3 separate regions of the Mus musculus genome follow, and all the other regions are linked to region 3. A link is a contact called in public Hi-C and HiChIP or PLAC-seq data. All regions are on one chromosome and are shown on one strand. Each heading gives the region's core, a stretch centred on a gene start, on an enhancer-like site or on the middle of the called end of the contact. The rest is flanking DNA. Distances are from core to core; before and after follow the strand shown.

Region 1 (4,283 bases), core at 707-3,206, 69 kb before region 3:
CCCCAGTAAATTAAGCTTTGTTCCCTTAGGAAATAATCTACTGAGCAGCTTCTCCGATTGCTGGCTGCCTTTGGCCGCAGCCCCTGTGAGTATTTGTATCCACCCTGGTCAGAGGCTCTAAGCACTCCCATCTGCTGCCGGCCTCATTTTACCTACCACATGGATGCCAAAGCCAGTCATTGGCAGAGTTCCCTCCCTCTCTGTCCCTGGATACATGCCTCGGATGATCAAATGACAGGACAATAGTTACATCACCACTGCAATGTGAGGTGTCCCTCTTTTCATGGGTACCATGTGAGATGTTGTGTCTTGTTCATTTGACTGCCCTTGATAAAGTCATGGACCTGATTTTTCTCCTATGGTTTTGAATGTCCACATGCCCATGTGTTCTTAGTTGCTTCTGTGTGTTCTTAAGTAGTATTTTATTACTTGTACAAAGAAGTTATTTATTAGCCCATGCCTTGTGGTTCATGCTAGACCAATGGCAGTGTCCACATGTACAAACAAGATGCAGATTCAGTCTGCCTCAACCTTTGCACTCAGAATGGAAGCAAAGTGGACCAGACTTTGCTGCACGGTCCTTGCTGCATGCTGGTGACGGTGGCTTCTTTGAGATGGCCTCCCTCTCAGTATGCGCCTTCACAGATTGACTTGGCCTTCCATGACACAGCAGGCTCTGCTAAGCTTCCCCCAGCTAAATGGCCTGACTTAGTGTGGCCACTGTGGCGGCTATAGCTGCTCTTCTGCTCTCTGTGCTACCCATGAGTGGCCTGTTGCATTCATAGAGGCCTTGGCTCAGATAGAGAGCTACAACATAGCAGCTGGGATCTGTCTTTCCAAGCCAGCTCTATGGGTCAAACAACACAGATCTCAAATGCAGAAAATTAACATTCTAAGGGACAACCTTTTCCCAAAGATGGAACATTTGCAGCCTCTTAGGACTCCTCTTTCTGAGGCATAATCACCCGGACAATAATCACTATCTGACCATTGGTTAACTTTGCCTGGGTTTGACCTGCTCATGAGCATGAGTTCACATTATAAAGTTTTGTGGCTGGCTACTGTGACACAGCATGTTCATGTGAAATTCAGCCTTGTTTCAGGTGGTAGTGATATGTTCTCTTTCCACCGTATTCTTTGTAAAAGCATGCCCTAGTACATTTTCCATCTGTTGTTACAGAACTTTTGTATTGTTTCTAGCTGGAGCTAATGTGACTGAAGTTGTCATGGATAGAACCATTGGTGTCCGTTGCATAAATTTTTAAAATTGGAACTGCTGTGTTGTAAAGTAAAATATCTCTCTCTGTCTCTGTCTCTGTGTCTGTCTCTGCCTCTGTCTCTGTGTCTGTCTCTGTCTCTGTCTCTGTGTCTTGTCTGTCTCTGTCTTTGTATCTTGTCTGTCTCTGTCTGTCTCTGTGTCTGTGTCTGTCTCTGTCTCTGTCTCTGTCTCTGTGTCTGTCTCTATGTCTGTCTCTGTGTCTGTGTCTGTCTCTGTCTCTGTGTCTGTCTTTGTCTCTGTCTCTGTGTCTGTCTCTCTCTCTGTGTGTCTGTCTCTGTGTCTGTGTCTGTCTCTGTGCCTGTCTCTGTGTCTGTTTCTGTCTCTGTCTCTGTGTCTGTCTTTGTGTCTGTGTCTGTCTCTGTGTCTGTGTCTGTCTCTGTGTCTGTCTCTGTCTCTGTCTCTGTCTCTGTCTCTGTCTCTGTCTCTGTGTCTGTGTCTGTGTCTGTGTCTGTCTCTGTCTCTGTGTCTGTCTCTGTCTCTGTGTCTACCTCTATCTCTGTCTCCTTTGACCAACACCCTAGTCTGAATCTTAAGTCTTTGTGATGAGGGGTTCCTTCCTTGTAGGATCTTGTTTGAACTTGAACTCTGCTAGGATAGGTGAGGGGAAATCCCATGCTTGGCATGTGGTTAGCCTCAATATCTTATCTCCCTGTCCAGGCTTCTGCAATAATCCTGTCAGTTCAGTTTACACAGAAATTCCTTATCTCTTATGCTTGCTCTTAGTCGGTGCTCATCCACTGAGCTCAGTCTGGTTCTTGGGTTTAAATCTCTCCTTGTTCTCATTGGAGAGGAGAGTTAAGGATCATGATCTTCCTCAGGCAGAGGGAGGGACTCCACCGCAGTGGTGGCTACACGAATTACCACAGCCCCTCACAGCCTCATAAATGTTTATTTCCAGGATGCCTCTGTGGGAGAGAAATGCGAGGGATATTTTTATCATTTCATTTTATAATTGCTTATTTGTGCTATGTAATAATATAATCAATTTTATATATTGATCTCAGTGTCCTTGATAAGTTCACTTGTTTCTAGCAATTTATGGATCTGCTGTGGGTATTTATGTGTATTACCATGCCATTTGTGAGTGGTGACATGTTTAGTCGTTTTGACATTTCATTTTCATGCACGAGCAAGGACCTCTAGTGAGAAAGGATGGATATTCTTTTTGTTGTGCCCAGTCTCAGGGTGAGAATTCAGGAAACAACAACCCTATATCATCATGAAGCACATACCTACACCTGATTAAGGAAGTATCCTTCAAGTCTAGCATAGTTGGACACAGTAGTTCATGCCTTTTATCCCAACACTTGGTAGGCTGAAGAAGCAAGACTGCCACGTGCTCAAGGCCAGACACAATGAGTTCCAAGATAGCCTGAGCTACAGTGTGAGAACTTGTCATAACCAACCAAGAAAACAGGGTTATGAATAAGTCCTGGAAGATATCAGATTTTTTTTATCTCTAACTAAGATTATGACGTCATCTTCCTCTTTATTCTGACTAGACAGAGTCGCAATGATTGGGTGTGCAGAATTAAATCACTCTTCCATCTTAGAATATATTCTACTTGATTGCAATGTAAGTAGGATTCTCTTTAATGTACTAATATTTTATTAAGAGACTTTGCACTTGATCTGAGGTGAGAGACTGGAATGTGCTTCTCCCTTCTTATAATAAATATCTTGGCCAACCAGTAATATCAAGCTCACTCCCACCCCACCCATATCCTTGAGATGTCATGATCCTTCATATATTCAGTAAAATAGTGTGAATAACTATTTCTAGTTCATTAAGTTCCACTTACACTATTCTTGTACCTACTATCATCTATGTTAGGAAATCACTTATTTTAGTTATCATTTAATTCAAAATATTTCCTAGCTTAAAATTTGAATTCTTTTTAGCTTACCAATTAAACGGAGGTCTGCTGCTTAATTTTCAGGCATTTACGAATTTTTAAATTGATCCTTTGTTGAGTTGTAATTTAATTTCATTGTAGTTGGAAACCATGCTCAGAGATTTATTTTTTAATTTATTCATCAATGTGTGTGTGTGTGTGTGAGAGAGAGAGAGAGAGACCTGTGTATGTTCATGTGTATATGGATGTCAGAGGGGGACACCCAGTGTCTTCCTTGATTTTGGACCACTTGGTTCTTGGAGCCAGGGTCTCTTTCTGAATTAGAAGCTTACAAATTAGGTTAGATTTGATGGACAGCAAACTCCCATGATCCTTCTGTTCCTCCCATGATCCTCCTGTTCCTCCAACATACACATATAGTGCTGGAGTTAGAAGCATGACCCACTATGGTGCTAGGTAAGAATGCTGACTCTGTCCTCATGTCGGCACGGTGAGCATTTTACTGATTACATTGTTCCCTCTATGCTACCACATCCTAAGATTGAACTCTTTTAAAATGGTCTATTTTGGTAAAATACTCCATATCCATTTGAGAAAGTATATATTCTGCAATTGCTGGATATATATATATATATATATATATATATATATCAGTTAACCCAGAGTAATTAACCATACAAGTCAAATATTCCCTGTTTTATTAGTTTATTGTCTTGGGTTTTTTTATTTGTTTTTTTTTTTTGTTTTTTGTTTGTTTGTTTGTTTGTTTGTTTGAGACAGGGTTTCTCTGTGTAGCCCTGGCTGTCCTGGAACTCACTCTGTAGACCAGGCTGGCCTCAAACTCAGAAATCCACCTGCCTCTGCCTCCCAAGTGCTAGGACTAAAGGCGTGCACCACCACTGCCTGGCATGTTGTCTTGTTATTTTACTTACTGGGAGAGAAGTATTGAAAAATAAAAACCAACTTATAATCAAAGATTCCCTCTCTCCTTTATTTGAGGTTTTGTTTTAAATCTATTCCAAGCTATGTTATTTGTTGCATACAAACTTAATAACATTACATAATTATCTCCACAATATATCTTTTTTTATTTCCAATAACTCTATTTCCATCATGACCATATATATATATATATATATATATATATA
Region 2 (4,658 bases), core at 1,565-4,064, 120 kb before region 3:
TTGACCTGGAATTGCTTTGGAACTTTGGGGAAGGTCCATCTCTAGTGGGGTTGACACGGGAACAACCATTCAGGTCTCATTCCATGAACCCCGTTTCTCAGACCCCAGAGCTCAGCAGAAACCCACTGAATTAGTTCATCAGGCTTTCTGTGAAAGGCAAATTGGGATGGATCCTAGGGAAGGTTCTAGCTTCCACTGCATTGTTGAAAGTCTGTGAGTGAGAAGAGGACATGGACTTCTGTTCCCATTTGGTGTTTTCCTTAAGGGGAAAGTGCAGGCAGAAGAATGGTAGAGAGTGCCACCCTCTCTGTGGCTGGTAGGGCTGACATCTTTCCCCCTGGCAACCCGGGATGGCTGGGGGAATACAAAGATGAGCAGAGCTCTCAGGGTGCAGAAGAACATCACCTCAGCCCAGCTTCCCTTCAGTCTCTGCTTTAAAAGCAGGGTTAGACCACAAACGGGATCGTCTCAGGTAGCAGACTTTTCTCTGTTTGTTTGTTTGTTTGTTTGTTTTGTTTTGTTTTGTTTTTCTTTGCATAGCCCTGCCTCCAGTCTTTGAAGACAGCCTGTACATAATACACTGATAGAGCATTCTCTTGATTCTTATTGAGGACGTCTCTACATTTTCAGGAGGATGGTATTATTGTTTAAGCTTCCACCCTCTATGTCTCCATCACACAGCTTGTACCAGGACTGGATGGCAGTTTAGGAAAAGATTAGGGTTTTTTTTGTTTTGTTTTTTTGTTTTTTTGTTTTTTGTTTTTAGATTGTTGAAATCTGTTAGGGCAGTTCTTGAGACTGTGTCACAGCATGGAGTCCAAGGGACAATCCCAAATGGTAAAATAAGTGTGAAGGCCTCTGCAGGGGAGATAGGCAGACATCTGGTCTCCTCTGAGTCCCCAGAGAGAGCTGATGTACTACAAGTCACATGCCCATCATTGTTGTTGTTGTCGTGGTCGTCGTTGTCATCATCATCATCTTCAGCATTATCATCATCACCACGATCTGGGCATCCATTCATGAGTCTGAATATAAGTACAGGAGAATTAGAAGTTATGGTTTGAATCCCTAACTCTTCTGCACTCCTTTCTCCGCTGGAGTTAGAACCTACCTCTTGGGTTGTCTCTCTGTCGCTCAGGACTAAGCTCCTCAAAGATGGGATGCTAGCCCCTGGTGGGAGCATCTCTGAGGTTATTTTTTTTTTACCTTAATGGAATAAGGCCTTCTCAGAAGAACCCCTTGAAAGAATATCCAGCTCTTGGATTGCTAGCTTCAGAGGGAAGACTTGCTTGTATAAACAGCTTTGGATATTTATCACTATAAATCACCATTCAGGCAACAGGTGCAAGTGGGCAGATTGGTTTTATGTTTGTTTGTTTTGGATCTCATGCTCAAGGGAATTTCCTGGCACCTGGGGAATTCTCTCCACTCTCAGGACAATATTGTTAACAGTAAACGGACAAGGAGAATTTGGAGGGCATGGAGGGTGTAAGCAGACTTTTATAAGGTAGAATAGAAGTAATGTTGACAATGTGTACTGAGATGTTCCCACTTGACCAGCATCCTCTGTGTCTCAAACATGGGCTTAGGGGCTTTGTCTCTGGACAGCATTTGGTTTATTTCCCATCATGCCTTGCTGTACTGCTGTTTGCATCTTACTCTTTAACCTCTGGGCTCATCAAGACTAGGTCCCAGACTGTCCCCAACAGGGGTTTGTTTTGTGGGATCAGCATTTGACATCAGGGGGCATTTGGATCCTATGGGTGACAGAGTTGGTGGATGCTTCCCTCTGCTCCACTAATTTCAGGGAGAGTGAATTTCTGGAGAACTGTCTCTGGTGGAGGTTAGGGGAAGTAGGGACCACAGTGCCCATGCCGGATCCCCAGCCAAGTCTGTCCTCATCCTAGCAAGGTTTTGGGAAGGTGAAAGGATGGAAGGAGGAAAGAATGAAGGAAGAGCAGGCAAAGGATTGCCAATGGTGTTGGGACATCTGGCGTTGTAGTGATACTCAAAGGATTTAGTGACTTTTTGGGTATCTTTGGGTTTATTAGCACCATCAATGCTCACCCTTATTTGGGTGAGCACCACGATCATGGGACACACACACACACGCCCACACAATCTTTTTTGTGTAACACCCAGATCAAAAGCCTCATGAAGAAGCTTGACGAATGTCCTGTGCCTCTTCCCCTGGGACGTAGTCCTTGAGAGGAAGCACAGTCTCTTTTAATGCAAGCTGAGGCCGGTGAAGAGGGCAGAGAGTGGGGGCAGAGGGGACATGAGTTAAAGCCACAAATCTAGAGGGCAAAACCCAGGTGGGACAAAGGCTTTTATTTGAAAATCATGTCATTTGGGAAAATGCTGTGTCCCTTATAAATGTCACTTACTGGAAGTTTGCTTTTCCATTTGGGTGAGCTCAGTGGAATGCACACTGGAATAGTGAGGATCTTCATAGACAGCTGACTTCTGGGAGACGGGGGATGGAGTCAGCAGACACAGGATAGAAAGTAGAACCCAGCAAAGCAAACCATTCTTAAGAGCTCTGAATCACTGGGCAGCTTGTGGCAAAATGGATCTGCATTATTACATAGGATTTATTTTTATTTTATTTTTTATTTTTATTTTTTGCAATGGGTGCAATGATCTTTTAGACATTTCTCAGATAAAACTTACTGCAGCCATGTTCTACAGAACATTCTACAGTACTGGACTAGAACCCCAGACTCCTTTGTTCATGGGACTTAAGGTAGCCTTCCCACCGGCCATGTGGCTCACTGTGTATTTGCACTTTGATCAAGAGAATTGCTTCCTGATATTCTGTTCACTGGGTTGGCAAAAACACCTGCAATTACCTTACGGGATGATACTACTATTCTGTGTAACCATCCTGGCATGAATGAAAATATTTAAAGAGACATCCGAGCTCTTTTGGCTGCCTTCAGACTTGAAACTGATCCCTGTGTTGTTTGGTCTTATATCAACTTGATATAAGCTGTGGTTATTGAAGAAGACAGAGCCTTAATCGAAAAAAAAAAATGCCTCCACAAAATTCAGCGGCAGACAAGCCTGTAGGGCATGTTCTTGGTGATTGTGGGTAGTGTCATTCTTGGGGCTGGTAGTCTTGAGTTCTTTAGCAGGCTGAGCAAGTTATGAGACAGAAGCCAGCAAGCAGCACCCCCACACACCCCCCCATGGCCTCTGCATCAGCGCCTGACTCCAGGTTGCTGCCCTGTTTGAGTTCCTGCCCTGACTTCCTTCAATGACAAGCAGTGATATCCAAATAAGCCCTTTTCTCCCCAACTTGCATTTTGATCATGGTTTTCGCCACAGCAGTCGTAATCCTAACTAAGTGGAGTGACCCATGGCTTCATCCATATATATAGCAGAGGATGGCCTTGTTGGACATCAATGAGAGGAGAGGCCCTTGGTCCTGTGAAGACTTGATGCCCCAGTGTAGGCGAATGCCAGGGCAAGCAGGTGGGAGTGGGTGGGTGGGTGCTTGAACACCCTCATGGAAGCAGGAGGAGGGGGATGGGATGGAGGCTTCCAGGGGTAAACCAGGAAAGGGGATAACATTTGAAATGTAAATAAAGAAAATATCTAATAAAAATAAAATTCTATCCTAATTCAAACAAAACAAAACAAAACAAAAGACAATCCCTAAAGAATTGGAATTTTCAGAGTCTGTTTTTGGAAAAAGGGAAAGACTTCCCAGTCTTGGTTCTTGCTAGAGGAAGGACTTGTCTCTTGGAACCCAGGTTTGACAGCTCATAGAGCACTTTGCATGACTGACAATCCTGGATCACTGATGGACAGGGCCACATCTTGACCCAGACTCCACCTCCTATTTAAATGAAACCCCACATTAGTGCTTTGAATATGGAAATGGGGAGGACGATCCCTAGACTTCTTTTGCTTCCCAGTGTGCCGGACACTGAATAAGTCTCTTTTATCTGCTTTTCGCTGTTACTTGTGACTTTGCTTGCCCTAAAAGTCTGTTTTCTTATAAGGAAGGTCTGAAAGTAAAGAAATACCTCCTGGATGTCTGTAGAAATAATGGCTTATTTTATTAGCAGTTGGGCATCATCCATGGGTTTACCTGAGTATCGTTAATTAAGCTCATATTTGTAAGCTGTTGTGGTGGTTTGAATACAAGTGGCTCCCATAGGCTCCCATATTTAAGCGCTTGGTCCTTTGCTGGTAGAACTGTTTTGGGAAGATTAGGCAAGGCCTTTGGAAAAGGTATTTCACTAGGGGTGAGAGATGAGGTTTCAAAAGCCCACACCAGGCTCATTCTCTTCCTCTTGCTAATAGAATATTTGTAAAAAAAGATTATGAAATATATTATAATTTCTTTATCACTCGCCCTGAATCTACCTACCTCTTCTCATTTCTTTCCACTGTGGCTTTAAGCATCACTGACTATGTGCATTCAGGCACATAGTATGCATTTCTAAACCCAATGGGACCTCCAATGTGTAATTTCTCCCTTCCATACCTGTCTCATCCTCATTCCGATGAATGAGAATGAGAAGAAAAGAAGACACATTCTTGCTGATGTTAGTCCAAGGTCCTAAATAAGAAACCAGAACTCTTGTATTTAAATAGTTTGGTAGGCATTTCTGATAGTTTACTAGTTAGTAGATTAACTGCAATTG
Region 3 (4,276 bases), core at 364-2,863:
GGCACTTGGAGTGGAGGCCTTGGCAGGCTGATTGGGTTACAGGAGTAGAGTCCTCATGATGAGATCTGTGTCCTTACAGGAGGTAGGTGAGATCTTGCTTCTTGCTCAAGTGAGAATACAGCAAGGAGGCTTCCAACCATCTGTAAGCATTAGGAACAGACAACTCACTAGCAGCCAGATTGGTTGATTCTTGAGTTGGGTCTTCTGAGATTCTAGAAATGTGATAAATATGTTTCTGTTCTTTAAACAACTCAGCCTACGCTACTTTCTTATACAAGGCTGAATTAAGACGTCTATTACCAGTCTATCCATGGCTGCTCATGTACCCAGCATGTCCATATTGAATGTCCCAGGCAACAGAGAGAAGAGCTTCAAGCTACTTATGCAGAAGGTGCATATTGAAGTGGCTTGTTGTTTTTGACTGTGGAATATCATTCCATTGTATTGAATATGTAATCAATTTTCCTGCTGGTAAACATTCAATCTACTTGCCATTTTTAGCTATTATAAACAAACTTGCTATTTATGACTTTCTTATAGAATATTTCATAAACATGTATTTTCATTTTCCTCACCTAGGCGAACAGCTCCCTATGGAAACTCCCTAAGAAGCACAGCATCTGGCTCTGAAGAGCTTGTACTAGCCATACTGAAGGGCCGACAGTTCAGCTCCTAGCTGACATTTCCCATAGCTACCATTTTACTCTATCTACTAGAAGTATGCGCTGCTTCGATATGCTGTTCATTTTTATATCTCTTCCTGTGGTGGAACCTGAGGGAGTGGAGCGGAGGAACGAGGCAGACTAACGCCGCATGCAATAGCCAACTTTATTCAGAGCATCAGACAGTGTATACCCTGAGTGCTAAGAAAGGTCACTTGAGTATATAAGAAGGACAAGGTGCACGCGGCAAAAACATGTTTGTTTGTTTGTTTCCCATAGAGGCAAATAAATGGATAATAGCCAGTTGTACAAAAACTCGGACGTAAACTCACTCCTATCTACTACACCTGGGAGGTGCATGAAAACATTCCAAGAACAATGACAAAACTCCCAAAATCTCATAAGGAAAACAAAACAAAACAAAATAAACAAACAAAAAACCACTACTAGGTCCTACCAAGATCTCATTTGGCCGGTTCAGCAGTTTAGAAAGCACAGCAGCTTTATCTAAGGACTTAGGAGGACTTGAACGACATTTTGGAGAACCTGCTGACTATGTTTTTAAAGAAGAAAAACTCCTGTGGGGGATAATGCCATACACTGGAAAGGTTTTTCTGTCTTGGGTTTTTTCAAATCCTAGCTACAAAAAAGGGCAAAAGCAGGGAAGTCATTTTTCGATCCAGTGTCAAGAGACTCGGAACGGACCTTCCTTCCCTGCTAGGATGAGAGCGGTTGAGATTTTCGGTCAGCGACGCACAAAAGCTACGCCTTTTCTCAAAGCTAAAGCTTTTGAAAAATCTCACTAGAGAAACCAGAGCAGAGACAACCCCCCGCCGGCCACGCCCCCTCACTCCCTCCAATCACAGCAGGAACGGCGCTCGCGCTCTAGAGCTCCCGACCAATTAGCTGCGTCGGAGCGGGCCGATGAGGGCGGGGCGTCCGTTTCCACAGAAACCGCAGGCCGGTTACTAGCAACGTTGAGCTCCAAGGTGGACGCGCTCAGGCCGCCGCTGCCTGTTCTGGTGACTCGTCAGCTTCTCTCCCCGCGCTCCCTGCCCTTCCCTCTGGCCTCCTACTCTCTCTGCACTCTCCGCCTGCTGCAGTGACCCAGGGCCGGGCAGGCCTCAGAGAGGCCTCCGGCCATTGTAGGTAGTGGCGGCGGCGGGGGATGACGTCAGGGCGACGGGCGGACGGGCGGGCGGGCGCGAGTCTGGGGTGGGCTCTGAGGGCGGGCCGCGCGTGACCCTAGGCACCCGGAAGTGAAACCCGTGGTGCCCACCCCTCCTGAACAGTATGTGTTTGGTGCTCAGGTCCTCACTGTCACCCAGAGGAAAGCGGACATTGTGCCCCTGCTTCCCGCGGTGTGGTCTCGGGGCGCCGGGGAGAAGTTAGCGGGGGATAGGGTCCCTGCAGAGCGAGGGTCCGGGTTTGGGGGTGTTTCCGACATAGTGTTTTCCTAATCTTGAGCTCACCCGATGCCAGTCCAGTTCTTGACGTACCCCGAGTCATGTCCCCTGTCTCTGGCACTGAATATGTCAGTTGAGTAACCTTAACCTAACGGTGGCTGCTATTGGTGACCCTAAAGACCAAGTTTCTCTGTCACGCCATGGCTTACAAGGGTGTCAAATGTTTGAGGGTACGAGTGCCTCTGGTTTAGGTAAAGGATCAAACTGTAGAAATCGTGCCTGTTTGTAAGCTTTACTTCATACCTTTGATTAATGGTGAGACCGGCCATATTTGTAATTTTTAATAGCAAAGTATTATTATTGCTGTTTTCTGCTAATTCTACAACTGGTGTATATTAATAGTTTTAGTCTTTGCTTTTCGAGCGTCTCAAGATCTGAGCAGATAGCCTCATTTATTCGTCACTTTTGTTAACTCCATACAGACAAATGGGAGTCAGGATGAGTATAGAAACGATCCGTTGCAGGCCACTGATGCCCCCAACCCCCACCCTCTGGTTTAGTAGTTCTCCATTTATGACTGCTTCAGCAATGACTTTCTACAAAGAACAGATAGGTCTTCAAGGTTGTTCTGTAAAATCAGTTCTGATCAACTCAGGCTTGTAAGTAAATTTAAGGTAGGTTGGTTAATTCAGGATAATTACTTTAAAAAGGAGAAAGTGGAAAAAACGTGAAGATTGCTGAGCTGCCCCGCAGAGTGGGCCAGATGGCATCTAAGTTTAAAGGTGGGATAAAGTAAGATGAGTCCAGGGATTCTACTTCTTGCTCAGTGTGTCACCGTGACTCTAAACCACCCCTGTTGCTGTCCTTGATGGTCATCCGTGGTCCTAACATCTGCAGTATCCTGGGATCTTTAACCAGTGGCCTCTTCTGTCCTTTCATTGTACCAGTCCTCAGTTTCTTTCCGTGACACTTGCAATCCTTGTGTATCCACTGCATTTCTCCAATAACATCTCCTGGGCTTTCCTTAGAAACCCTTGCCTAATCATTCCAAGCCTCGGTTTGTATTCATTGCCTCTTCAGTCCTGAGGCCTGCACTACGATGGGGGGCTGCTCTGTCATCGGTGGCTTTCTGACCTCTATGCTGGTCTCCAGTCCTGTCATACGGTGTCAACCCTCAGCTGCTCTCCGTGGTCCCTTTACTCCTTGAAAACCAGAGCCATGTGGAAAACTCCTAACACATTACTAAGTTTAGCTACCACTTAAGGTACAGCCTTGGCCTCCCTGAACCACCGCTTCCCAGAAGAGTTCACCTCAGCAGTGCTGGTCACTTATTAATTATAACTACTTTTGCAGCTCAGGCCAACCAGCATCCATTGTAAAGCAAAGATTTTGTTTCAGTGCTGCTGGTTTCCTGTTGACTCTTCAGCCCCAGCTGACCAGAAGCCACAGATTCTTATTCAATTAACCTCTCTGAATCATAAATGTCACCCTGTTCCCTCACTCACACCCAATCATTTTGATAGCTTTTATTTAGAAATCTGTTTTCCTGCTTTGGTCATTTTTGCTTATCTATTTCTAAGTTTCACTTTTTTTTTTCCATAGTGGAGTCTAAAATGCTATGCAATTATCTCTTTGGTAAGTTTTGACTAGTTTCCAGAATACAGAGAAAAAGCATCTTTCTTACATCTACTTTCTGTTTCTTGCTGAGTATTTGAATTTTTGGATGTTATTTTAATAGAATTTGCATGCTGTTGTTTGAAGTCACATGATTTTGATTTTCAGGGATTGGTGTTTAGCAAACAAACACTTATGGAATTCTATGCTTTCTCGTCAGGGAGAGTAGTTTTTAACCAACATTTGCCTAAACTAGTCTAGGTGCTATGATCTTTTCTAATGCTATTGTTCATGAGCATCCATCCCTTAACACACTTACTGATCAAAATGGAACACAATACTGTGGTTATAGCTACATCTGCAATGCCATTATCACCCTTGACAGGTTAAAAAAAATCATAATACTGATGGTGACGAATTTGCTCAGACTTGTGTAGGATGGGTCACTAACAAGTTGTACAGAAATGCAATGTTTGTCAGTTAGCCATGCCTTGCACATAACTGAAAACTTGGGCAGAACACTCAGTTTCTATTAGAAAAAAATGCCTTTAGTGAACTGAAATGAGAGTATATTTTATAAAGATGGGATATTTT

Evidence for each region. A called contact is a pair of places that touch in the nucleus more often than the background predicts. HiChIP or PLAC-seq counts read pairs in DNA pulled down with a chosen protein or histone mark.
Region 1: a contact with region 3 is called in a Hi-C map of the G1E-ER4 cell line, with 2.8 times the contacts expected there. The contact joins the enhancer-like site here to the promoter of Odf2l in region 3. A contact is called at or near these places in 1 of 39 promoter capture datasets (macrophages), 5 of 484 Hi-C or Micro-C datasets (the G1E-ER4 cell line, pre-megakaryocyte-erythroid progenitors, spermatogonial stem cells and 1 more), 2 of 115 datasets of contacts at active chromatin or transcription factors (extraembryonic endoderm stem cells and trophoblast stem cells) and 2 of 9 other capture datasets (adipose tissue and pancreatic islet).
Region 2: an H3K4me3 HiChIP or PLAC-seq map of intestinal crypt epithelium shows a contact between it and region 3, with 6 read pairs. The contact joins the enhancer-like site here to the promoter of Odf2l in region 3. A contact is called at or near these places in 2 of 39 promoter capture datasets (both in the 3T3-L1 cell line), 1 of 15 datasets of contacts at CTCF or cohesin (the NIH/3T3 cell line), 13 of 484 Hi-C or Micro-C datasets (the AML12 cell line, the C2C12 cell line, the G1E-ER4 cell line and 7 more), 6 of 115 datasets of contacts at active chromatin or transcription factors (bone marrow-derived macrophages, embryonic fibroblasts, epiblast stem cells and 3 more) and 4 of 9 other capture datasets (adipose tissue, embryonic stem cells, liver and 1 more).

What each region holds. Positions count from the first base shown.
Region 1 is chr3:145,048,040-145,052,322 of GRCm38.p6, forward strand. No RefSeq gene overlaps it. Among named protein-coding and RNA genes, the nearest start is that of Clca1, 17 kb to the left of the region's middle. Within about 2 kb of position 1,957, at least 13 of the 459 cell types and tissues checked have an H3K27ac peak or open chromatin away from gene starts, as enhancers often do. A contact at or near this core is called in the G1E-ER4 cell line and pre-megakaryocyte-erythroid progenitors, where this site is marked.
Region 2 is chr3:144,999,772-145,004,429 of GRCm38.p6, forward strand. No RefSeq gene overlaps it. Among named protein-coding and RNA genes, the nearest start is that of Clca4a, 27 kb to the left of the region's middle. Within about 2 kb of position 2,815, at least 8 of the 459 cell types and tissues checked have an H3K27ac peak or open chromatin away from gene starts, as enhancers often do. A contact at or near this core is called in intestinal crypt epithelium and intestinal villus epithelium, where this site is marked.
Region 3 is chr3:145,116,976-145,121,251 of GRCm38.p6, forward strand. It overlaps Odf2l (outer dense fiber of sperm tails 2-like), which reads left to right and starts at 1,614. Exons shown (of 17, transcript NM_001162538.1): 1 at 1,614-1,807. Gm40163 (a long non-coding RNA gene) reads right to left here and starts at 1,438. Exons shown (of 2, transcript XR_867692.2): 1 at 1,368-1,438; 2 at 1-140.